Regions from separate parts of the Mus musculus genome. Here all the other regions are linked to region 1. A link is a contact called in public Hi-C and promoter capture Hi-C data. All regions are on one chromosome and are shown on one strand. The core of a region is the stretch at or near the end of the contact, and the rest is flanking DNA. Distances in the headings are between cores, read along the strand shown.

Region 1 (2,700 bases), core at 45-2,544:
GGAAAAAATCTACAAACTTATTATCTTGCATAAAATCCCATGCAAATTAAAATTACTTTTATAAAAGGAATGTTTTTCCAACCAAAAATTCACTGCACCAGGACATTACTTAGCGGAAAATGCTCCCCATTTCTACTGATACTGAAGATGAATATAATCGATAATGAGGCAAAAGTTCTCAGCTGTTCATTTTCATTAAACATAGCTTTAAACTTTTGGTCCCTAAATGCTTAAATTACAGCACTGGATATGAAGCATCTTCCCCCTTGTCTTTTTTATCTTTTAAAACAGGTGATTCCTTGAGCTTGTATTTTTATTTATATAGCTGTTGGCTAGGAATCTATAGACAACTTGATCACTTGAATTAACCACAAGAAACATGCATAAGGCTGCAAACGCATTAAGTAAAACTGTCGATTTAGGCCGCGGCTTTAGGATCCTCATTCAAAAAGAGAGAAAGAAAAGAGGAAACTTAGTAGCAGTGTCTTTCAGCCACGTTTCAATTTAATCTCACATTTGACTTCCACAATTGCTTTTAATACGTACCCTTTGCGCCATCGGCCTCTCTGGCTCCCTTCCTACTTCAACTTCTAATATATCCTCTTTAAGGCCAGTGTGAAAAGAAACAAATATGCAAACTCCCCCGGAAAAAAAAATAAAGCACAACAATAACAAAAAAAAATCCCTTTGCGTCTCCAGCAGTGTGAATTACTGGTCCCAGATCTTCGGTCTACCGGACCTGAAGCAAGGCGCCCGCGTCGCTGAGCATAAAAGCGCTCTGGTTCCACCAAGACAGCAGTGGGAGGGGAAAAAAAAAGCAGATCTTCTCTCCCCCCCAAAAAAATCAGTTTAAAAAAAAAGAAAGAAAAGAAAAGAAAAAGAAAAAAAAAAAAGAGCGCCCCTCAGACCCAACTACCAAATCTCATGGCTTTCTGCCACTCCAGCTGTCAATCACAGGCGAGGTTGTCAACGTGGTGAATGAATGATCGTCCGTTCTGTCTTCTTCTGGTCAGAACACCTCAAATGTTAATATTCAAATGCACAAAGCCCTAGCGCCCGCTTTCCTTGAATCAGTCCTAATTCCTAATCAGTTTCTCTCTTCTCTCGCTCTCTTTCTCTTTCTCTCTCCCTCTTTGCAACTGCTGCACTGAAGGGAGATTAGAGAGGAGGGTTAAAAAAATGTCTGTCTGAGTTTGTCTTAAAGGAGCCACGATCGATGCTGCCCGCTTGCAGTCGCCGTGCGTGTGTAAAGTGTGTGTTGCACAGGCGGAGAGGTGGATTCCGACCAGAATGCTAGAACCCGGAAGTAGTGGTGGCCATAACAGGTCGCGTCTTACACAATGCATTGGGCTGCAGCAAGTAGGCTCCTCGGCAGGGGTGGGTGCGCGAAGCGAGCTCTGGCCGCACTGGAGAGGCAGAAAGACACTCCACAAATTCGCACGCCCAGGCACTAACACCACACACCCAGGGCACATGCACACAAATACAGGCTGCAGCTCCCAACCCGCCGGCTTTACGTCCCCTTCCAGCCTCTCTTCCCAAAGCGGACGCTTGAAATAAATCGGGAATAAACGTAGGGCAGGCAGATGCCGGAGTTAATTCGCTCAGGGCTCCGCTCATGAAAGACTTCAAGACTTTCCTCGAAATTATTGGGGTCTGCCAGTATTTTTCGGGGTGGGGGTGATGCCAAAAGTACTGGATTCTCTGCTAGACTCCCGGAGGAGAAAAGTCAAAGCCAGAGCAAGAAGAGGAGCTGGAACTGGACTGGAAAAGGTTCCGCTCGAGAGTCCTGAGAACGTGGGGTAGCGGTCGCCCGGGCGTTCTGCAGACTCAGCTTAGAGGTTTTCTTTTCTTTTCTTTTTTTTCTTTTGGTTTGGGTTTTTTCTTTCTTTCTTTATTTTTTTTTCTCCCCCCGCTGTCAGAAGTGGACGTAGGGCCGGAGGAAAGGAAATGCTTGCATTTTGTCACTTTGAGTCCGGACGTCCCCACCTCCTCTCTTGCAGCCCTCAGCCCCAGCCGCCGCGCGAAGTGAGGGAGGAAGGGAGGGAACAATGAGCCGAGCGCCGGGAATGTGCCCCCAGCGCTTGTTTACAAACACCGAGCTATTTATGACCGCTGGAGAACGAAACTCAACGCGGGCACCAAGCAGCCAGACCTTGCGGGCGGCCGGGGCCTGGGAGCCCCGGGACCCGAGGCTCTTTCTCGATTGCGCTACCGGCAAGTTTAGCCGTGCGCCCGGGGCGCGGCGAAGCTGCAGAGCTCCGCTGCGCTGCGGCTGGGGCTGCCTTTGTCTGGGCGACGCCGAGGGGCTCCAGCCTCGGCCTTGCTCGGGCCTGGAGACGCTGCGCTCCCTCCCACCCCCCACCCCCAGCTCTTTCAGCGGCGACGCCCGGAGCCGGCCTCCCAGACCTCCATCTCTCAATTTGTCTATCTCCGAACCCAGCCCCGTGAAAGCTCCCAGTTCCAGAGAAAAAGAAATCCACTTCGGAAGCTGAGATTTCAGACAAAAGCTGACCCTGCCCACAACTTAAAGTCTCCAACCAGCCAGTGGTTTTTAACTTTCTCTCTTGAAATACCACACCCTGGACTTAAAATTGTTTTTTGAGTCTTTTTATTCTCACTCTTCAGCTACTCTATCTAGTGGGGGTTATTTTACTCTTTATGTTTCTGCGCCCGGCTCTCGTGGCTTAGATTGCTCAG
Region 2 (2,700 bases), core at 15-2,514, 1.0 Mb before region 1:
AGCCACCCTGTAGGTTCTGGGTTTTGAAGCTAGGTCCTCTGGAAGAACCACCAGTACTCTTATCCACTGAGCTACCTTTCCAGGCCCTCTGCATGCATTTATTAATCTATTCTATCAATGGCAGAAATAGAGGAAACTTCTCCCCAGTTTGAAAGTATATTCCTTTGTTTTTATTCAGGTGTATTTTATATTTATAAATTTTTATGTTGTTTTAATTTTTATTGAGAATTTATTATAGTATACTGTGAGGGAAGAAATTTATGCGTTGTACTGGATAATCTACATCTTAGCATATTTTCAGTGATGTAATAAAATATCATGACAAGTGAAACTTATGAAAGAAATCATTTTATTTGAGGATAATGACTTCAGAGTGAAGTGGCTGGGAGCACTGGAGCAGACAGGCAAGCATGTTCGCTAGAGCAGTAGCTGAAAGTTCACACTTTTATCTGTGAGTAGAAGACAGAGAGAGCGAACTGGGTCATGGCCTAGGCCTCTGAATCCTCAATCCTCCAACGAGGCTGTACGTCCCAATCCTTCCCAAACTGTCCCATCAACTGGAGACCAACTATTCAAATATATGAGCCAATGATGGAATTTTCATTCAAAATACCAAATTACACTCTTTGGTCCCTAATAGGCTGCAGTAATATCATAATGCAAAATACATTTAGTTCAACCACAAAAGTCCCCACAATCTTTGACAGTCTCTACATTATTTCAAAGATCAATATTCAAATTCTTTTCTGAGACGCAAGGCAGTCTTTTAATTGTATATGCTAAAAGAAAAGAAGAAAATCACATACTTCCAACACATAATGGTGCGGAATATTCATCTAAAAGGGTGAAACCAGGGCATACTGAGACAATGCTGGACCAAAGCAAGGCCGAAATCAAGCATATCTAATGTCACAGGGCTTACCAGGCTCTGTCTTTCCAGTTTTGCTGACTACAACACATTTCTCTCTCTCTTGGGATGCTTCCTTGCATACCACTTTCCTTGGCAGATATCCCATTACTTTAGCACCTCAAGCATCTTGAAGTCTTTGATGCAATCCAGGCTCCACTGTCACAGTTTCACACAATGACCTCTATGGGCCTGTAAGACCCTCAGTAAGTGGAACTTACTTCAAGATGCCCCCTCCCCCCAAGTGAGACATTGAGATGCAGATCAATGCAAAAGCAAGAGGTTTATTTTCTAGAACATTGGGGTCAACCCTCAATCAGTCCCTTGAGGTGAGTGATAAGAAGGCCACCCAAATGGTTATTACACACAGTTTTTAGACTTTTTAGATGCACACGTTACATCAGCAAGGTTACAGTTCAAACTTACTGGCTAAGCATATTGATCTTCAAATCTATTGATTAGCAAGTATGACATGCATTTAAACGCTACCTGGGACTTTCCAGAGGGTCAGGTGACTATTAGCCAGTACACTGTGAGAACATTTTACTCAAGAATGTTCCTGTGGGTGGAGAATGAAACTTGGCCTAGCCTTGACCCCAGGTGGGAGGGGGAAGCTGTAAGGAGGGTGTGGGACTGGAAAACCCTCAGGCCTCCAGACAGGGACTCTCCTGCTGTATGTCTGGCCTCAGTAGCTGTCTTTAAACATGGAAGAAGTTTCCACAGCCTTACTCATGAATCCTTCATGATTCTAAAACTCCAACCATCTGAATAAGACAACTATGCTGGACTACAACCACAAAAGCTCAAGCTTTACCTGGCCCCTTGTTTTTACATTCATGATAGCTTTGATTTATTGTTGTTTTTTAGGAGCAGAAAATTCCTCAGGCCTTTTCCTTACAAACTAGAAGCTTAGTTGGGTGAGTTCTCTTACTGAGGCTACCCCTCCCTCCATTCCATTTGAAATTTAGGCTCTCCTTAAACACTTCATGGTACAAATCTCCATCATTGTTGGGAGCATGGCAGGAAGTAGGCAGATATGACAGTGTAGCTGCAGCTGAGAGATCACATTTGGAAAGAATTAAGAGGTGGTTTGTTGGAGGAGGTGTGTCATTGGAGGAAATGGGATCATTTCCAGTGTCTCCCCACTCTGCTTCATGGTTGTGCCCCAAAATGTGATCTCTCAGCTGCAGCTACAGTGTCATATCTGCCTACTTCCTGCCATGCTCCCAACAATGATGGTCAAGTACTACAATCTGTAAGTTAAAACACTTTCTTTTGTAAGTTGTCTTGGTCCTGATGTTTTATTATAGCAATAGAAAAGTAACTAAGACAGAGATTTGTACCATGAAGTGTGTTATTGCTATGTCAGACAGGCCTAACCATGTGGGCTTTTGGATGGATGTGGAAGACTTTGGGAGTTTGGACTAAAAATGTGGATGGGTTCTGTAAGTGGGACGTGGCTTAGTGCACCATCGGAGAAAAAGCTTGAAAACAACAGTGGTGAGAGCAATGTGAACTATGTAGGCCCAGCTCTAGAGTGTCAGACAGCAATAGCTTTAACTCCTCAATGAGGAGCCAAATATTCAACATATGAGCTTATGGAGACCATTCTCATTTAAACTTCTCTAATAATTCTTATTCTAAGTTCTTTCAGTAGGTGTGGTTTGGTTAACAAAAACAAAACAAACAAACAAACAAAAAAAAACTTTCCACACGTCTGGTATTTGAACACTTGGCTCCTAGCTGGTAGCACTGTTTTTGGAAGTTGTTGAAGTTGTAGGTTATTGAAGGCA
Region 3 (2,700 bases), core at 125-2,624, 1.3 Mb before region 1:
CCTACATCTGATCAGTTGACATTTGGGAGTTGAAGAACTTGAGAAGATGGGTGTATAGAAGACAGGAAGACCTATGGTATTAGTGGGAGCAGTGCCTACTTGGAAACTGAGACCCCAATGGGGCATGCCCCTCATATAGTGAGAAGGACCAAGCCTAGTGTGAGACTTGGGGATAGAAGATTCAAGAGGAAACATAGTTGTCTGACAGTACTTGGAGGTAAAACACCAAAAAATCTAGCAGGCCTATGGAATGAGGGAGACAGATGCCTATTCACTGTCATAAGGAAGCAGAATAATGGAGGAGATGCGTTGCCTATATTGTCGGAAGTAGCAGAGGCTACCTGATGAGTGAGTAGGGTCCCAAAGGAGGGGCAGGCTACAGGTTAGTAGTGGGTCCCACCTATTAAGGCAGGCAAAAAGATAAAGTTCCAGAGGTGCCAGGCATGCCTATGTATTGGAAAGGAGTGGACCTACCTGGTGGCATGTGGGAAGGAAGTATCAGAAGATTGTGGTAGGATTGTGGACTAGGTAGCTATACATGATGTTATTAGGAAGTTGAGGGCTAGAAGGGTACAGCAGGCCTACAGGATGGCTAGGAGCATAGATCTATGCTAAGCTTTGGAGCACAGATATTTTTAAGGTTTGTGTTGTTTAGCAACATGACAAGTACAAATTGTGAGCGGGGAAAGTATTCCAAAAGGGCTGTTGCGTTTATACCGGCACGTATGAGTAACACAGGCCTCCTATGTATCATTCATGTGTAAATATGTCAGGAGATTGTTAGTAATCCACAGAGCACAGCACATAGTGGGCTATACTCTGCTTAGTAAATGGTAGCCTCTTTCCCTCTGCTGGTAGCTTTTGTCTAAAAGAGAGAACAAAATTTGTATATGAGAAAGAAAACTCATAAGCTGACATGGATGACATGAGTTGTGTATTTACATGAATCGCATGTTCCTGATACAGGAATTATAACGACACGATTATATTTGGGTCTTTCTATAGTGTAGGGTGTTGGGCATGCATTAGTCACCTGGGAATACAACAAGCAAACTCCACAATTTTTCTTCAACAAATTTTACAGATAAAAACATTTAAAGAGATCACCTTAAGGCCAGGACGAATAAACAACAGAAGTGTAAGAGAATTATTCCTGGTTTCGCTTGTGTCATAGTAGTCATCCCATGGAGTTTGAGAAAAGGCCATTGTACTCAAAACTAGGCAGTTATTTCCAGGAAAAATGCAGAAATTTTCAACCTATGGATTCCAGGACATGTTATGTTAAAAAAAAAAGAACATGAATCTATTCTAGTCTTACTCTACATTATATAACGAAATACTTGGAATTGAAAGGAAAACCAATATAATAATAATAGTAGTAGTAGTAGTAGTAGTAGTAGTAGTAGTAGTAGTAAGTGTTCCTTTTGCTATGTGCTAATATTTAAATGATAAGGAGATATTTTAGAAATAAAGAAGCATTGATAGATGTGAAATTATTTCAGAAATTTCACTCTCCATGATATAAAGAGAAATATCCCAATGGTTTGAATCTAAAGAGGAAAAGTGGCCATGGTTCTTTATACATATAAGCAGGCCACCAAGCTTATTCTGAAGTTCTACTTTCCTCTGCAGGTTATGTTTCTACATAGTGACAGATGGCCCCAGCAGGGGTTTGGGGGTGTCAGTGTCACCAATGTGTCCAGATGGAACGTGACAAAAGTACTGATTTATGTCCTTTGCATCTCAGATACTTGCCAAAATTGAAGGGCCCTTCTGGACACTCATAAACAAAGCCATACTAGTCAGCCAAAGCTTGTGAATGAGAAAGACATAAGCAGGCTTTATAGATCAATGACATCAGGAAGCCACAGTATGTTTAGTAAGCCTAAAAAATACCCAGAAGAATGGATCAGTTTCTTCCCATCAGAATTATTTGGATCAATCAACAAGTATTTATCTCTACTCACCAGAAGGGTACACAACAGTATCTCTTATGTAAATGATGCCTAAAGTGAGGGAGTGGAACCAGATCTCCTGCACCTCATGAAAAGGAAGAACAAGAGACCTGGGGCCAGGCTGGACCACACAGACATGGTGATACCAAATTTTTCTCACAGATTTCACTTTTTATCAAATGAGCTTTCTGCTCTGCCTTAAGACATTTTTGTATGAGAGACACGACATCTTTAGTAATATTTCACAAATAAGTTGTTACAATTTGAATATGGAGTAGCTCCTCTTGGCAATATTTTAAATGCTTATTCCATAGTTTGTGGCTCTTTGTTGGGTAACTGTCTCCATTCTTTTCTGCAGGTGTGATAAAATATCATGAGTAAAGGGACTTACAGGGGGAAGGATTTCTTTCACTCACAGTTCCAGGTTATACTCCATTATGCCAGGAAGTCATGGTGGCAGGAACCTGAAGCAGCTGTTCCCACTGTGTCCTCAGTGTGAATAGAGGAATGGATGCACACATGCTAGTGCTCAGCTATCTATCTTCACTCATGGAACCTACAATTAGAATTGTCTTCCCACATCAATTAATGTAGTCAAGACAACTGCCCCTACCCCCCTACATGTACAGACACACACACACACACACACACACACACACACACACACACACACACACACACACACACACACAGAGGCATTTCCAGAAGCTCATCTCCCAGGTGATTCTGGATTCTTCCAAGTTGA
Region 4 (2,700 bases), core at 29-2,528, 1.1 Mb after region 1:
CATTTTATGTATCCCTTCATGAAGTCTGCAAATATAAATATCTCTAATGAGCACATAAATGGGGTTGCTTAAAAACCTTTAAGTTACTGAATCTTAGGGCTGTTACCACAGCAGTGGTATGGATGTCCCTTTGTATTGTTACCTATCCTATTCTAGCCCAGATTTAGCTTAAATGAAGCTAGTACAATAATTGTCAAAGTTTGTAACAAATTCAACCAAGGGCACTATAATGGCAGTGAATACCAGCTCCTTCCCCTTTCAACAATCTGGCTTCAAAGGTGTAATTCAAGTAAAATCTATTTTAATTTGTGTGTCGTCTCTGTGGCAGAGAGGAGAAAAGTCACAAAATGTTGCAAATCGCTAAAGGAGTCAGAAACAGTTGCATCTTCAAAACTGGAACTTTGATGCTCCACCCTTTTAACTGGGGATAGAAAGAAACCAGTTGCAACGAGTTTTCTGAATCAGAACTTTAGGCTTATTTTGACATTTTTAGCATCTTCAAGACTAACGTGTCTATCCTGTACTTAACAGAAAAAAAAAATGAAGCAGAGGAGGAACCAGAAATGATCCAACTTCCCACTAGAATTTACTTGAGAGGTCCTAGGTCTATAATAGGGCGGCATGCAAAGCAAGAGGTGAAGCAGGAGCTGCTGACCATCCCCCTCTCTCAAAACCACAGACGACAAGGACAGCCCACACGCTCTCCCGGGGCAGACTCCAGCCGCGGCCCGGGGCCTGACAGCACTTCCTCTTTTCTCTGCGGAACCCGTTTCCTGCCTCGCATTCGGCATCTTTCGCTACACAGGAAGAGGAAGGCCGCTAGGTCTTGTATGGACGAACACAGGCGAGCCTCGGAAATGGAGACCTCCTCGCCACCGAGGGACAGGGCCTCTCACCGTCTAGACCCATCTCTCGGCACGCCGGCGGATGCTTGCGAGCGCGCGGGGACAGGTTCCGCCGCCTTCGGGTGCAGCGCGGGTAGCCTAGCTCCGGGCCACCGGCTCCGGGCCGGCCGGCGCCCCCCGAGAGCTCGCCCGCCCGCGCGCCTGCCCGCGCCCCCGAAGCCCAGCCGCGCAGCCGAGGGGCCCGCGCGCACCCCGCACACACACGCGGCCGCCCCGCCGGGCCTTACCCCAGTGCCGTTGTCGCACACCACCACCTTCCTGCCCTGGCTGTCCATGGTTCGTCCTGGTGAGCCGCCGCCCGGCCTGGCCTGCTTCCTCCTCCACACGGCCCCGCCCTCGGCCCGCCGCTCCGCCCAAACCGGAAGTCCCCGCCCGGCAGCCGTTCCAAGAGGGCGGTGCAGAGAGAGAAAAGAAGAGCGGGGACTGGCAGCCGAGAAGGCCAATGAGAGCTGTCCGGCGCGGACCCGGGCGCGCCCTCTCGCCTCGTTCTGCTTCCGGGGCTGCGCTTGGCTGGTGGGGCGGCGGCTCTGACCAAGTTGTCTCGGGACCTAGGGCGCGGCCGGGCCGGCTGTACAGGAGGCAGGCAGGTGAAGGCCGGAGGGTGTGTGGCGGGACGGCAGTGGAGAAGGGTGGAGCAGCCGGCTAGGAAGACCGAAAGCCACCTGGAGGTCCCGAGGCATGATGTGTCATTGCTCCTAGGCCTGGGTGGATACACCTACAAGTTTCAAACCTCCGGTTTATTCCACACCTCCAGTTGCATGCAGCCCTAGGAGCCTGGCGGGATGCTTTCGTTTCTTTCTGCTTCACCACTTCCCTCTTTGATTTTCTCAAACAGGAACTCACCATGTTGCCAAATGCAGACTTTAAAATTGAGGTCCTCTGTAACCTCCCTTGGAAACAGGGACAAGTGTTACACGCACCTCTTTAAGAAATTGAATATGCACCCGGGCACTGTTGGCGTTCGCCTTTAATCCCAGCACTTGGGAGGCAGAAGCAGACGGATTTCTAAGTTGGAGGCCAGCCTGGTCTACATAGCAAGTTTCAGGTCAGCCAGAGCTATAAAGTGAAACCCTGTCAAAAAAGAAAGATAATGCTTTCACTTAGCGCATAGTGGTGAACTTGCTTTCAATCCCAGCACACAAGTAGAGGCAGTTGGATTTCTGTGAATTCCTGGCCAGCCTGGTCTATTTACAGAGCTAGTTCTAAGACAGCCAAGGCTACAACAAAGAAACCCTTTCTCGAAAACAAAGAACAAAACTCTTTCCTTTAATTTTAGTTTAGTTTTGTTTTCTGAGACAGGGTCGCATTGTCTATCCTTGTGTTAAAACTAAGAATATTAAGTTAAAAAGACCAAATCCATGATTGTCCAATTGGAGCAATTTTGGGGTACACCAGGACTGGCCAACCACCTGTCTCACCGCTGCCGGTCGCTTGAGGTCCGTTTTATGGGCGAGATGTGAGCGAATTGTTAGATACAGTGAAAGGGAAGAGTCAAGGGTCAGAGTATATGTCATGTGAATCCCAAGTTTAGCTAGGCTGAAAACTTGTTTTGCAGTTTACATCAGACCTAAGAAACAGAAACTTATTCTTTTTTGTTTGTTTGCTTTTGTTTGTTTGGTTGGTTTTTTTTTGTTTTTCGAGACAGGGTTTCTCTGTATAGCCCTGGCTGTCCTGGAACTCACTTTGTAGACCAGGCTGGCCTCGAACTCAGAAATCCGCCTGCCTCTGCCTCCCAAGTGCTGGGATTAAAGGCGTGCGCTACCACGCCCGGCTTCGAGTGTATTTGCTTTTATTG
Region 5 (2,700 bases), core at 84-2,583, 1.2 Mb after region 1:
TCCACCTGCCTCTCTCTCCCGAGTGCTCTGGTAGGTCTAAGTATTTCTTCTTATCTTAGGTATTTTATAAACCTTGGAATTGGCACTATTACTCTTCCTAGCCATGTTTTTTTGTCCTGTCGTGCTGGGGCCTAAATTCCACTTTATAGATGAGAGAACTAAGGCACACGTGAATTTATCCTGAATTAGTAGTATGAAAGGGACTAAAGTCTGAATTGATTCAGAGAGCCCAGCTGCTTCCTTAACCTGTAAAAATAATCCAACAACTTAAAGGCTTTTAAAAGTTCCGGTTCCCTCAACGTTGGGCTTCACTTGTTCTTGTTTTCTTTTGGTTTCCTTCCCTTACAGACCTTTCATCCTGTTAGGGGGCGGGGAAACCACTTCATTGCCAACCCAGGCCCATATGGGCTGCCCAGAGAAGGGTATGTTTTTCAGTTGTGGGGGTAGGGAAAAAGTTTTTAAAAGCTTCTGTGATGATGTGAAGCTGGGTTCCCTTACACCCACTGTTCCTAAGTGATCCAGAATTTAACCCAGTCCGCTGGAGAGAACTAGGTGAGTAGTGGCTTGTATTTGAACCAAGCCCAAAGCAAAAAGTGTCGCAAGCTGTATACCAGACTACCTCTTTCCTTGTCTCGGACCCCATCAATTCCCAGTAAGGTCTACTCTGCTCGGGCACTGGGAGTTTTTAGCTTTTATTATTATTTTTTTAATTTTTAATTGAATAAAACATGGTAATTATAAAATTACTAAGTTTGGGGCATGTGCTCCCGGGCTGCTGAGACTGGCTAACAGGTGACAGATGACAAGGGTAGATCTTAGAGATAAAAAGTGCGCCGCTTTGCTTTCCTCCTCCGGATGCGTTCACTGGGCCATGGAAGCAGCAGCCGTCCAGACGCGAGCGGCTGTGGCTGTGACCCGCCGGTTCTCCGCGACCAAGGTCGACGCGCGCACAGCTGCATGGGGCTGCCAGAGGTGCGGCCCCACGCGCTCTGCAGGCCGCGCTGGCCCTCCACAGCCTGCCCCTCCGCTCGCCTCCACCCGGCACGGTCCGCAAGATGGAGGCGAACGCGCGAGGCGCCCCCATCGCGGCCAGCCTTTGTGCCCTCCAGGCCGCGGGCCTCCCCCAGGGTCCCCCACGCGGAGCCCCGGGCACGAGGGGAATGCCCCGACTCGAGTCTTGGCGCCGCGACACTCGAGCCGGCCACAGCCTTTTTACCTCACTCCACACCGCCGCACGTCCCGAGCGACCCGCGTAGCTGGGCCAGGGTCCCAGGCGGCGACGACGGGGCCTCCCGCGGGCGCCCGCACTCCTGGGGAGGGAGGGCCAGGCGCCCGCCACGCCCTCCGCCCTTGCCGCTTCTCCGCGGAGGACGCCCCATGAAGCAACCAATCCAAACTCTCCGTTCGGATGCTTCACCAATCCACAGCTCGTATCTGCCATGGGAACCCGCCCCCTGCAGGACCCTGGCCTATGGGTGGCCGGAGCTTCTTTCTCCGCTGTCCGGACGCGCGTGCCAGCTGGGTGTTCGCGGTCCTGGCGTCCACGCAGGCCCACGCGGATAGCAAGGCGCGCTCTCCGCGGATCGAAGGCTTGCGGTGTTTGGGTCGACGTGCTCTCCGCGGCTGGGAGGGTGGTTCCAGGCTTGGTGCTCCCCTTTTGCGTTGTGTGGAACCCCCAGGGCATGTCCGAATCTGGGCATCGGGCAGAAGTTGGGCGAGGGGACCAGGTGTGGGTCGAGCTCCCTCCCTCCCCCCACCCCCGGCCCCTCGCCACCGTCCTGAGACTCTGAGGCTCAGGAGGCCCAGCCTGTCTCACCAGTAGTGGGAGAAGGGACTTCCACAGTGTTCTGGGCCTGTGAAGTTTAGAGAAGGAGCTGGACTGATCTTAACACGACAGAGACTTAATCCAACCTAAGACCACAAACTTAACTGCCAGGCTGGCCTGCCTGGCCATAGTGCTCCTTCTGCCTCGGCTTCCCCAGTGCAGGGAGTACAGGCAAACCCTATCATGCCCAGCTTTTTATTTGGCTTTGTTTTGTGTGTGTGTGTGTGTGTGTGTGTGTGTGTGTGTGTGTGTGTGGAGAGAGAGAGAGAGAGAGAGAGAGAGAGAGAGAGAGAGAGAGAGAGAGAGTGAGTGTAAATTTCATCGTATCCCAGGCTGAATTTGAACTCCTGATTTTGTCCCAGTCTTCCCCATACTGGGTGTTTTAAAGTAAAAGTGTATTGTTATATGCAAGGCCTTGAATTCTCTCTTCAACCCAGAAGGAAAAAGTTAAAAAGGAATTCAGAACCGAAATGTGTCAAATAGGTAGGTAGCATTTACCAGCGTGTATCCAGTTACTTGTTTAAAGGAAAAAATAAATAAAGGACGTATGAAGTCATTTAGCAGTAAATATGGTAATGCGATTGAGCACCTGGATGGTCTCAACCAGATGTGTTCTGTACTCTTCTTTGACTTTGGCCCAGCGGCCTTCTCTAAGTGTTCTTGCTCAGTTGGAAGGGCGTCCTGAAACACAGAAGCCCAGGAACCACACTGCTCTAAGAGGAAGCCTCCTAACTGAGGTGTTGCAGCTCCCAGGGGGAGGGTATCCCCAGCTCAGCCCCACTCCTGTTCTTTCCTTCTCTTCATTGCTTCTTGGCTTCTGATGAGAGAGTACCACCAGGCAGCAAAGCTCATAAAAGATATTTATTGGAGGGTCC
Region 6 (2,700 bases), core at 94-2,593, 1.4 Mb before region 1:
TTTCTATTTACCTTGGGAGTAATTCCTTAACCTCTGACTTCCTGTGTAATGGTGACAGCATCCCTTTCTTGTGCAAAGGACAATGACTATGCTGTAGTACCATTGTAGTCACTCTAGATGAGCAGTTTGCCCTTCCCTGTCTTTTCAGCCAGCCTACAAGAGTGAGACAACATGAGTGAGGAAGCAATGAAAGGCCAAGCAGAGCAAAAATATGTACTATTAGTTCAGTGAATGAAATTGAACTAATTATGATGGAAATGCAAAACTATCTGGTAGATTTTCAAACACCAGTCCTTTGAAAGCTTTATTTTTTGAACTTCCCAGATACTTATAACAACATATAACCCCTAAAATGAGTAGATACCTGTATTGCTATCTTACGAAATGGTGTAGAAAGTAGGGTTTTTTTGTTTTAAGAAAGGCCGTCATCATTACCATTTTCTTCCTGTGTTTCACTTGTACATCTTTTAAATTATAGCTATTATAATAAAATGATGAATCATCGACTATCTTTATGGGATTACTTCAATATTCACAATGTACAGCATTTCTTCCAGGGCTTAGATAACAAAGTACATTTTCAGGACTTTGGGGATATTTTTCCTTTTGTCTGACAAGAAAACCACTGGTAACTTTCTCATGCCTACTGTTGTCTATAATGATGATGGTTATTTTGATGATAATTTTATTATTGTAATTATATGAATATGCTACATTCCCCTATTAAATATTTGCCTGTTATGAAAATATATGTAGGGGAAGATTTAAATTAGAGTGAGCCATGGTTTACACTGGGTTCTTACCTGAGAAGATTTTTATGTTCCTACTGTGGAAAGCCTCTTTGGTTTTCTAGGAAGTTGGAAAAATAAACACACAGAAGAGCAATTTTTAATATAACTGAACCAAAGATTCTTCCCTAGTAAGAGGCAGAGACAGGCCTTCCTATGGTTGCTTCAGACATCCATTCTTGAGTATTATGCATGCCATGTATCACTCTCCAAATCTTGGAAATCGGCTGTAGAGGTATAGAATACACATTTCTGTTTTTATGCCACAGATCACAGATAAGCATAAACAGAAACTAGATACATGTAAGTCGAACTCAGTATAGAGTGACCTAGTAAGCAGTGAGTTAGACCTCGCTGCAGGATCTGAGCATCCAGCCCACAGGCGACTCTGGGCTGTGTTAGGTAAGCTGCCTAGAATGGTTTATTTTTAAAGCCTTGTGCCTTGTTTGTGTGTAGTCCATTTTTATGTTGCCTCTTACTCTGGGTTCTTCAGCCTTCGCTGCGAGCTGGCTGCTTTATGGAGCTCTTGGGAGGACCTTGCTATGATGAAATTGGAATGCCTGTGCTCCTCACCTCTCTGCCAATTTGGGTTTATTTCTGTGCGGACACAGGTTTGGCAGGCTCTCCTGTTGACAATTATAGGCTAAATCCATTTCGGGCTGTTCGCCAAGCTGGGCCCACAAAAGGAAATCAAAGGAAAGGATAAGCAAGTGTGTTAGGGAGAATAATCTACAGGGACCAAGTCCAGGCTTTAAATTTGAGGATGTCCAGGGTGGGAATTATAATGGTGGATGAGTGGAACAGATTAACGTACATTTGCAAAGATTTATTCTGTGATATGAAATGTCTACTTAGAGCAGTTTTAGATGGCAAAAGAGCCCTACTAAGCAGCCTGGGGACTGAGGAAACTGGGCTCGTTAGTAGATTAAACTACTTCATTTTGTGACTTGTCAAGCTGTGTATTGTTATGGAAAGTCACCTCAGTTACATATGCTTCTTCATCCTTTTTATGGTGAACAAAGTGAATTGACGCATGTGTGCAAAAGTGCTACAATGAAACCTATTACTTTGTATGGCGACCTAAAACTTTTAATTGGAAAAAATAAATAAAAGATCACTCTGTCCTCCTGTCCTCCTGTCCTCCTGTCCTCCTGCATGCACTTCCCATAGATACCTTTCAGTGAGCTTCTTGCTTCTAAAGCTTCCTGGAAGATCCAATGAGTGCAGAAACAGAGTGGCCGAGGGGACAGGCTTGCAAGGAGGCAGGAGCTAGAAGTAGGCATATGCCTGCAGCTATTGATCCTGCCTGCTGCCCAGAGCAGGTTTCAGTGGTTTCTTTGAGAAGTGCACTATCTCAGTCTTGGGTAGATAGGTGCCAGTGGATTATTAGTTTTGTGAAATGACCTTGTCAGGATCGGGAACTGTGAACAGCACCCAGGACTTTTGAATCCAAGGGAAGCTACACATCAACGACTCATTTGAAGATCTGTGTCTCCTTCTTCCTCATAGACAATCTGTGACATATTGTCCTGGCAACTTCTTTTTAATAGTACCCTCTTCCATAACCTGGGCAGGAACATACACAGGGAAAAGTCAACACAGTTCAACAACTTTATAGGGAATCATTCAGATCTGGATGTGGGGCTATCACATGCAATTACAACTCAATAAATACAGAAGCAAGCAGGTCATTGAATCTAAGTTCTCATCTTCGTTTGATAAGCATTCAAACAGCTTTGGATAATGAGGTTGGTCAACTAAACATTTTATTAAAATCTCCAAGTAACAAAGAGATATGAAATAGTACTCCTTTATACTTGCCAAGAAATTTTCACACCAATCCCTCCCTGATGTCTAACATCAGAAAGGAAAAAAACAAAACAAAACAAAACAAAACAAAACAAAACAAAAC

What was found. Promoter capture Hi-C pulls out the DNA fragments that hold promoters and counts their contacts. A called contact is a pair of places that touch in the nucleus more often than the background predicts.
Region 2: a promoter capture Hi-C map of embryonic stem cells shows a contact between it and region 1, with 6 times the contacts expected there. The contact joins the enhancer-like site here to the promoter of Meis1 in region 1. A contact is called at or near these places in 7 of 39 promoter capture datasets (the 3T3-L1 cell line, embryonic stem cells, liver and 2 more), 3 of 115 datasets of contacts at active chromatin or transcription factors (embryonic forebrain and embryonic stem cells) and 1 of 9 other capture datasets (embryonic stem cells).
Region 3: a Hi-C map of cerebellar granule neurons shows a contact between it and region 1, with 3 times the contacts expected there. The contact joins the enhancer-like site here to the promoter of Meis1 in region 1. A contact is called at or near these places in 6 of 39 promoter capture datasets (the 3T3-L1 cell line, the C10 cell line, embryonic stem cells and 3 more), 4 of 484 Hi-C or Micro-C datasets (cardiomyocytes, cerebellar granule neurons and cerebellum), 1 of 115 datasets of contacts at active chromatin or transcription factors (neural tube) and 2 of 9 other capture datasets (adipose tissue and pancreatic islet).
Region 4: a contact with region 1 is called in a promoter capture Hi-C map of pre-B cells, with 4 times the contacts expected there. The contact joins the promoter of Actr2 here to the promoter of Meis1 in region 1. A contact is called at or near these places in 2 of 39 promoter capture datasets (liver and pre-B cells), 1 of 484 Hi-C or Micro-C datasets (adipose-derived mesenchymal stem cells) and 1 of 115 datasets of contacts at active chromatin or transcription factors (astrocytes).
Region 5: a contact with region 1 is called in a promoter capture Hi-C map of pre-B cells, with 4 times the contacts expected there. The contact joins the promoter of Cep68 here to the promoter of Meis1 in region 1. A contact is called at or near these places in 1 of 39 promoter capture datasets (pre-B cells) and 1 of 115 datasets of contacts at active chromatin or transcription factors (astrocytes).
Region 6: a promoter capture Hi-C map of liver shows a contact between it and region 1, with 5 times the contacts expected there. The contact joins the enhancer-like site here to the promoter of Meis1 in region 1. A contact is called at or near these places in 12 of 39 promoter capture datasets (the 3T3-L1 cell line, cranial neural crest, embryonic stem cells and 6 more), 2 of 484 Hi-C or Micro-C datasets (cortical neurons and uterus), 5 of 115 datasets of contacts at active chromatin or transcription factors (astrocytes, cardiomyocytes, embryonic forebrain and 2 more) and 1 of 9 other capture datasets (embryonic stem cells).

What each region holds. Positions count from the first base shown.
Region 1 is chr11:19,017,675-19,020,374 of GRCm38.p6, forward strand. Meis1 (Meis homeobox 1) reads right to left here and starts at 1,295. Exons shown (of 12, transcript NM_010789.3): 1 at 547-1,295. The coding sequence starts at 558. It overlaps Gm16141 (a long non-coding RNA gene), which reads left to right. Exons shown (of 3, transcript XR_381070.4): 3 at 1-656.
Region 2 is chr11:17,982,032-17,984,731 of GRCm38.p6, forward strand. No RefSeq gene overlaps it. Among named protein-coding and RNA genes, the nearest start is that of Gm31505, 16 kb to the right of the region's middle. Within about 2 kb of position 1,265, at least 6 of the 459 cell types and tissues checked have an H3K27ac peak or open chromatin away from gene starts, as enhancers often do. A contact at or near this core is called in embryonic stem cells, where this site is marked.
Region 3 is chr11:17,761,892-17,764,591 of GRCm38.p6, forward strand. No RefSeq gene overlaps it. Among named protein-coding and RNA genes, the nearest start is that of Etaa1, 190 kb to the right of the region's middle. Within about 2 kb of position 1,375, at least 2 of the 459 cell types and tissues checked have an H3K27ac peak or open chromatin away from gene starts, as enhancers often do. A contact at or near this core is called in cerebellar granule neurons and cerebellum, where this site is marked.
Region 4 is chr11:20,111,673-20,114,372 of GRCm38.p6, forward strand. Actr2 (ARP2 actin-related protein 2) reads right to left here and starts at 1,279. Exons shown (of 9, transcript NM_146243.2): 1 at 1,133-1,279. The coding sequence starts at 1,180.
Region 5 is chr11:20,248,091-20,250,790 of GRCm38.p6, forward strand. It overlaps Cep68 (centrosomal protein 68), which reads right to left and starts at 1,334. Exons shown (of 7, transcript NM_172260.3): 1 at 1,217-1,334.
Region 6 is chr11:17,662,713-17,665,412 of GRCm38.p6, forward strand. No RefSeq gene overlaps it. Among named protein-coding and RNA genes, the nearest start is that of Etaa1, 290 kb to the right of the region's middle. Within about 2 kb of position 1,344, at least 19 of the 459 cell types and tissues checked have an H3K27ac peak or open chromatin away from gene starts, as enhancers often do. A contact at or near this core is called in liver and uterus, where this site is marked.